Regions from separate parts of the Mus musculus genome. Here region 1 is linked to region 2. A link is a contact called in public targeted proximity ligation data. All regions are on one chromosome and are shown on one strand. The core of a region is the stretch at or near the end of the contact, and the rest is flanking DNA. Distances in the headings are between cores, read along the strand shown.

Region 1 (4,112 bases), core at 634-3,133, 130 kb after region 2:
TCACTTGTGTTCAGGATGCTGCAGTGTAGCTGCCTCCCCTCTAACTAGGAATACTTTTTCTTATACTGACTAGTCTTTTTATGGGTCTTGACTTGATAAAGGCCAATTGCACACTGGAATGTATTCAATCAGCATCTTAGAATCTGTTTCCCTTCCTTCTGGTTTTACTTTTTTTTCCCTGAATTAAAGACACTAAGGAAATACTGTTTGATAACTACATGCAACCCTTCTCAGCCAGCTCAAGGTGTATGGCTTCACTAACTGAACAAAAAAGCTTTGCTCTGACCAGATCCTTAATTAGAGTGCAGAACAAAGAGGAGATGATATACATCAAATATGTGCATCACATAAGGTGTGCTATTCTCATCATGGAACATCTACAACACTGAATGAAGTTGTATCATTTGTATCTACGTATCTATGTTCCTCCATACATACACATATGTACGTATAAACATATACATATAATATTCATTTATAACCTGAAACCACATATTTTCTTTGTTCTAGAATGTGATTTTTTCTGTCTTATAACTCCAATAATGAAGCCAATGTGGAATCAAAGGCACTTTGTAACTGTGCATATGAGGAACGATTGGTTTTTTTTAAGAAAAACAAAACAAGACAAAACAAAACAAAAAAAACAAAAAAACAAAATACCCGAAACAAGTGGGAACTATACAGCAGAGGATATGTCTTCATGATAATGCAGAAAATCCAACCATCACAGGGTAGCAATGCTTGCTACTTAAAATGTAGACTGTTCATACAGTGGGCACCAGTATAAGTTGAATGTGTGTATTACTGGCACCCTACTGATTTTCATGACCTTGGCTTCAGCCAAAGCCCAGACCTACAAATGGTGGCCTTTCTTAGAAAACCAAACAGACATTATGAACTAACCAGTACCCCAGAGCTCTTGACTCTAGCTGCATATGTATCAAAAGATGACCTAGTCGGCCATCACTGGAAAGAGAGGCCCATTGGTCAGGCAAACTTTATATGCCCCAGTACAGGGGAACACCAGGGCCAAAAAATGGGAGTGGGTGGGTAGGAGAGTGGGGGGGGGGGGACTTTTGGGATAGCATTGGAAATGTAATTGAAGAAAATACGTAATAAAAAAAAAGAAAGAAAGAAAACCAAACAGAATGTTTCAGGCCATTGTAGTGGAGCAAAGGGACAACATTTTCTTGCCCCCTGCAATTAACAGCAACAGTTAACCATTAGCAGTCTTTGTATTCAGAATCTCTGCTATGACGTGGGTCTTCTCTCATATCAATTTTATTGACTAGTGCATAGAAACTAGTGGCATGCAATGAAGTCTCAAGAGTATTCATGCTGTTGGTTCAAAATAAAGTCTTTTTTGATTGTATGTTCTATATGTAAGGGCTTTTGTTGTTATTTTGTTTTTATGCACAGATCAAGTCCCCTGTGATATGTAAACACATTTGTTTGATATTCTTTTGTTCTCTATCAACCAATAAAAGCATGGGAAAGACAAATAGGAATATATCTCTGTCAGTGTGTGTGTGTGTATGTGTGTGTGTGTGTGTGTGTGTGTATTAAACTGGATCTGAATAAACACTCAAAGTTTAGCAATGCATTTTGGAGGTACCAGATAACATTTATTTCTAGGATTGCCACAAACAAATAAGAGGCATTTCTTCACTTCTTATAAGAGGCTAGAGAGATGTCTCATCAGTTAAGAGCACTTACTGGTTTTGGTCCTGTAAGGACATGAGTTTTATTACCAGCATCTGCGTGGCAGCTCACAAACATCTAAAACTCCAGTTCCAGGTGATCTGACATCCTTTTTTGGACTCGGTGAGCAGTAGACACACATATAGAACACACACAGACATACATCCTTGTAAAATACCCATAAAACATAAAATATGTTTAAAATGAAATTAATAGTAAAATATGGAATGTGGGGAATGACAATACATTTAGGATCATATTCTATAAGCTATGAAGGTCTATTTGAGCCCCAAATAAAATATATTTGTCCTCCTCCTCCTCCTCTTCCTCTTCCTCCTCCTCCTTTTGCCTAAAGGCAATTGTATAAGAGGAGAGTCTTTCCTTGAGACATGTCCCCAGTCCTTACCTACTACTGATCATGTAACTACTCCTCCTTCAGGGAAGGAAGGCCTACCATCTAGAACTCTCAGTTGATGTTTTCATTACTACATCCACATTCTACCTCAGCCATCACTGTTGTCATCAAAATTTCCGAACCTTTTATGAAACAAGAAGACATCCGTATCAACTCTACAGGGACTATAAGCACTTAAAGTCAAATAGAGAACCAGTTTATACAATTAAAAGAAATGAAAACAAACAGTAGAAAGATATAAATTGGGGAAAGCTACCCAAGAATAATTACCATAAAAGAATCTAAAATATGAATGGTTATATAACAAGTGAAGGAATGGAAGCAATAGTCAAAAACCTCGCCAGCAAGTGAACCTCAGGCTCAGGGTGCTTCAACAGTCAACTCATTTCAGTATTTAAAGAAAACTATACCAATCATTTGCAAATGAATGTTAAAAAGAAAGAAGGATAGGACACTCCAATCTTATTCCATGAATTTAGTGTCCTGATACAGAAACATTACATGATTAGAGCTATGGAAAATTCACTTCTAGTGCATTTTACACCTATCTATTCTGTTGGCATGTCTTTTTTCAGTGTCGGTCACAGCCTGGGCAAAAGACTTGCAATATACAATCTCTTTTCTGCCTCCTCTTAGCCAACTTCATTCTGGCATTGGAGCACTCCTGTGGTATAAGTAGGCTTTGACCATCACAGTCTATATATTTTTAGCTAGTAATTTTTTAGCACTTTTACTAATTTCATGTTAGTGTTGGGTTCAACTATTCTCATTTATAAATATTGTCATATTTAAGCCCAGCTATTAATTTTTTATGTAAATAAAAATGTAAACATATTTCTTCAAGTTTTGTTCTATGCTTTTTCTGTAATATTAAATATCATTCTGATGTGATATTGTTCATGTTTGTGTTCTGACTTATGTACTTAAAAGCTTAGACATTATTGAATGCCTGTATATCTATGTAGCTATGAACTATATACTCACTATCTGGGAGTTCCTTTCAGAACTATATGACTTCCACTTAGGTACTAAAATTAATGTAATACTAATCATCTTTATAAAAGACTCTAAAATATCTCTAAACAATTAAAAACAAAAGAACAATAGCTTCTCTTTTTTGAAATTTTCATAGAAATGTATAGAGTTTTTTTTTCTTTTATTGCTGGAGCAGAGAAGAGAAGATCGTTAACTGAAGTGTTTGACTACATTTGTGTGTGTGTGTTTCTGAGAACAAATAAGATCACATGTGATTTCCGTCTGTTTTAACTAAAGGCATGTTTTAGATCTCCTTATTGCATATTTCCTTTGTCTTTCTAAGAAATCAGCTCAAATAAATCATGAATGAGTATATGCAGACCTCCGCAGTGTGAACTGTGTTAGTGATGCTAAAGCAATGCTCCTGAGCCTTAAAGAATGGGTAACTTTTTTCTCAGATTAATAAAACAAAAAGGAAGCAAGCAAAAACCGAATTGCAAACTCATGACAAGTCTTTAGATATGGAATTTTCCACTCCTTACTTTCCTTTAGTTTTATTTACACTGAACTTCTCATAACCCAGGCATGCTCACACTCTCCACACTGGGCTCCTTCTCAGAGCAATGCAAAGAACTAGGAATAGGAATGGTCTCTTCTTACCTTTGCATATTTTCATAGCACGGTCACCGAATTTAATGTCCTGTCTGCTATGGAGACTCTGTTCAATCCTCAAAAAGACTGACATGCTCTGGTGTGGGTATGTGACAGAAACATTACCTTGAGTCCTCCTTGGCCATCTGTTTCCTGCTACTTCAACTTCACAGAAGAGCGTCTGTGAAACTGCAAGCACAGTGCTCTGTGAGACACTGGTCTCTCCCCACTTCTTTCATGGTAATGACTCTGCCTCAAAGCCCATCAACAAGAGAACAGATAAAGGATTAATGTCATACATACAGAAGGGAACCATGATGAAAAATTAAATCCTCTCATTTGTACAAAAATGTATAGAACATGGAGCCTT
Region 2 (3,942 bases), core at 1,408-3,907:
AAATTTGCCCTACCTAGAAGATGTACAGGAATAAAGATGACTGTAGAGTCTGAGAGAACAGTCAACCAATGACTGCTCCAACTTGAGACCTATTGTATGGGAGAGGGCCCTAACACTATTAATTATATTCAACTATGCTTGCAGACAGAAACATAGCAAAACGGTATTTAGAGACCTTAGAGACTTCATCTAGTAGCCAGTGGTAACTGAGGCAGGGTCCCACATCCAGACATCAGGCAGAGCTCAGGGATTCTTGTGGGAAAGTTAGGGATAGAATTGAGCAAGCCAGGGGGTGTCAAAGGACACCACTAGAAGATCTACATAGTCAACTAACCTGGGCCCATGGGGGTTCACAGAGATTGAACCACCAACCAAAGAGTACACAAGGACAGGACCTAGGCACCTACACATTTTGAGCTGATGTGCAGCTTGGTCATCATGTGAGTCCTCTACATTTGGAGGAGGGCTGTCTTTGACTCTGTTGTCTTCCATTGGATCCCCCTCTCCTACCTGGTTGGGCCTCAGTGGGAGAGGAAGTGTTTAGTAATATTGGGACTAGATGTCACTGGGCAGGGTCCTACCAAGAGGGGCTGTTTCCTTTTTCTGAGGAAAAGGGGAGGAGGTAGTGAGAGGAAGGATATGTAAAGGGGGGAATGGGACAAGATGAGGGAGCTGTGATCAGGATGTAAAGTGAATAAAAAATTTAATCAAAAAATGTGCTTTAAGAACATGAGACTAATTAACCAGTTAATTATGATAGTGACAAAAGTAGTTATAACTCTAATTTCAAAGAGTGGTTTTGGTTTCTTCTACATTTATTCTACCCTGTACTCTTGGTAGAGATAAGGGAATCTTCTAGATTTTGTCTCTTATTTACCCATGTTCCCTTTCCCTTCTTTAATGTTCTTATGACATAGGTGCTAGCAACTGACCTCTGATATTCTGTAAGAGCAGCGACTGCCCTTAACCACTGAGCAGTCTCTCTAGTCCTAAATGTATTTGATCATATCTACTCCCCACTCCATCCCTCCATCTCATCCTCAGGCCCTTCCCAACACATCTCCCTTCATTTTCATGTATTTTTTTAAAAATCCATCGTTTAATATTAGAGAATATGACCTTATAGCTCTTTGAAAGCTAGCCAATAGGGATGAAGCTCCCAGGTCACTAGCAGCTTGATTCAGTCATGTTGGATGGCTCCTGTGTTGTGTCTTCAGTGATAGGGTCTTACTCTCAAGTGTCAAAGTAATCAAGAGCAATGATGAGAGCGTGCTGACATTCGTAAAGGTGTAGCCATCTACTGGGGCATGAAAAACTATCAGTGGACAGCCACCAAAGAAAACGTTTTGTCCTTCCCCCAGGAGCTATGAATTGCCACTAGTTCCTCAGCTAGGGATGGGGCTCAGCAGGGCTCTCTACTGTATGCTAGAAATTTTAACCTGCTTGAACTCCTGCAAGTCCTAAAGACATAACTACAGATTCTGTGATTTAATGTGTATAACAGCTATATGCTGTCTAGAGCACTGCATTCCACAGCACTTCCGGGCCATTTCTTATCCTGAGGTTTAAGATATTTCATCCAGGCTATCAAATCTGTGTGCTAAGCACATGCTGGGAAAGTATGAGCATCTGAATTTGGATCCCCAGAACCTGTGCAAAAATGGAGGTGACCCATCTGTAATCTCAGTCCTTCCTGCTGTGAAATAGGAAGAGAGATAGAAGAGAGATAGGAAGGAGGCAGAAGACATGGAGACTTGGGTCAGCTAACCTGAAATCTATATAGCAGGAAACCAAAAATCCTGTCTCAAGAAAAGTAGAAAGTGAGGACCAATGTCTGAGGTTGTCCTTTGACCTTCACACATATTGTGGCATGTGCATGTACAAATGTATTAACATGAACACAAACGCAGACATGTACCACACATACATTTGCAAAGATAAAAAGAAAAAGAAATTTCTAGTAGTTAAATTCATTATATAAGTTTAATTTTAAAAAGCCTTCTAGAAGTAAATTAAACATTATGAGTTGATTTTTAAAATGGCTAAAATATTTACATGAATAAGAGAATCATATTTGAACTTTCCCACAAATTCAGGATATAACTTGAGTTTAAAATATTAGGCTTGACCAACAATTAATTGTCGATTACTCATTAGAACACAGATTTCTAATGATTAGGTAAGAATCAGAGAAGTCACTCAAGGGTGGCAGGTTCCATTCATCTGTAGACAGATAAGGAGAAGGATGTTTAGAGTTTTAGCTTGATTTGCCTCACATTTGTAACAAGAGCTTACGTTTGAAGACTACAGATGGGGACCCACTTTGGGACAGGGTGTACAAATATGTATCTATCAGTATCAACACAAATAATAGCTTTTATTGTATGTTCTGCTCTGGACACTCTACTGAATGCGTTATTGTACAATTTCATGCCAAACAAGTAGGACAAGCTACCATCACCGTGTAGTGAAGACTCTTATGCCTTCAATGTGTCAGATATCAAAGCCAGCGTTGAGAAATAATCTTCTCCGGAAGAGCATAGGCGGGAGCCAAACCACTTTGCTTTTCTGATCTCATTTTAACTTCCTTTACCTGACCACAAAATTGGGTGTTTTGAATCTGTGACTTCATATTGAATTCTTTCCTAGGAACTGGGAGGGCTGTGAGGGTCACCCGCCGTGCTACTCAGGTTCTGACAGGTGGGTACCACCCAGGAAGCCTTTGTTCAATGCTTTGAAATATTTGCTCACTTTCTGTAATCATCTTCATACTTGGTTTTCAAGTGTCATCTGTGAAATGGCACTCTTTCCTTTTGATCTGGCACAGCTACACCAATTGCTTGATCCTCTTAGCTTTATTTATGTAGTTTCTCTGCCTTATCAGAAACCTGGAAAAAGATCTCCACAAGAGGTTTTTTTTTGTTGTTGTTTGTTTGTTTATGTTTTTGTTTTTCTGGTTTCACCATGGTTACTTCAGGCACGTTTATTATGTATATTTCACATCCTTTCCTAATGGTATTCCTCTGAGATGCTTTATAAATATTTTGGTATTTAAACAAAAGTCTCTATTCAATTCTTAAACAATCAAATGAACATTTTAACTTAAATACACACACACTTTGTTTATAAAATGTTTTACTAGCTATCTTGCTGAATTTCTAATAGCTTTAATTAGTTTTCATTTACTAATTTTTAGCAGTTTGCCATGTATATTTATTCATGTTTAAATAATAGTAATTTAAAGAAGTTAGTTCAAACCTTTTCTTTAATGTTTGCAGAATAGTACCATGGGATATCTCCATTTATACACTGATTTTAATTTTAATAAAGCACATCTACCATTTATCATTAATTATTTAATTATGATACAGGTTTTCAGATCAAGACATATGCCAACACAGCATGACTAATGTTATTCTCCATCGTTGTTTATATGAAGAGTAATTTAGAATAACAGTGAGAGATTATTATTATTTAATCTTTTTTACAGGCCAGTCTTTATTCCTCTCCTAGTCCACCCTCTGACTGTTCCTCATCCCATTCCTCCTCCCACCATCTCCAAGAGGATGTTCCCCTACATCTCACCAGACCTCTCCCCTCCCTGGCGCCTCTCAGGGTTAAGCACATCTTCTCACACTGAGCAGCCAACCCTCATAACCACTGAGCCAACCTTTCAAGTCCCAGCCTTCATTTTATAAATTCCTGTCATATTTTCCGTTAAAAGCATTTATCCATTTACAGTTGCCCACTTTCCATCACTATGGCAAATAGTCGTGACAATTAACGTATAAAGATTTTGCAGTCATCCTCTTCTCTTATTCTTTTTCAGTTTTTCTGCTCCCTGTTTTACAGTGACCCCTGAATCTTGGAAGAAGGGGGTATGACAGATGTCCCATTTAGAGCTTGGAAGCCTTCAGTTCCTTATCATTTGCATTCTGATCA

What was found.
Region 1: a contact with region 2 is called in a targeted proximity ligation map of memory CD8 T cells, with 8,114 read pairs. A contact is called at or near these places in 10 of 39 promoter capture datasets (the C10 cell line, the HPC-7 cell line, embryonic stem cells and 6 more), 27 of 484 Hi-C or Micro-C datasets (B cells, CD4 T cells, CD8 T cells and 15 more), 10 of 130 datasets of targeted methods (CD8 T cells, Th17 cells, effector CD8 T cells and 4 more) and 4 of 9 other capture datasets (adipose tissue, bone marrow-derived macrophages, liver and 1 more).

What each region holds. Positions count from the first base shown.
Region 1 is chr19:11,480,696-11,484,807 of GRCm38.p6, forward strand. It overlaps BE692007 (a long non-coding RNA gene), which reads right to left and starts at 1,884. Exons shown (of 2, transcript XR_003952860.1): 1 at 1-1,884. Ms4a6c (membrane-spanning 4-domains, subfamily A, member 6C) reads left to right here. Exons shown (of 7, transcript NM_028595.4): 7 at 511-1,502. The coding sequence ends at 517.
Region 2 is chr19:11,353,329-11,357,270 of GRCm38.p6, forward strand. No RefSeq gene overlaps it. Among named protein-coding and RNA genes, the nearest start is that of Ms4a7, 19 kb to the left of the region's middle.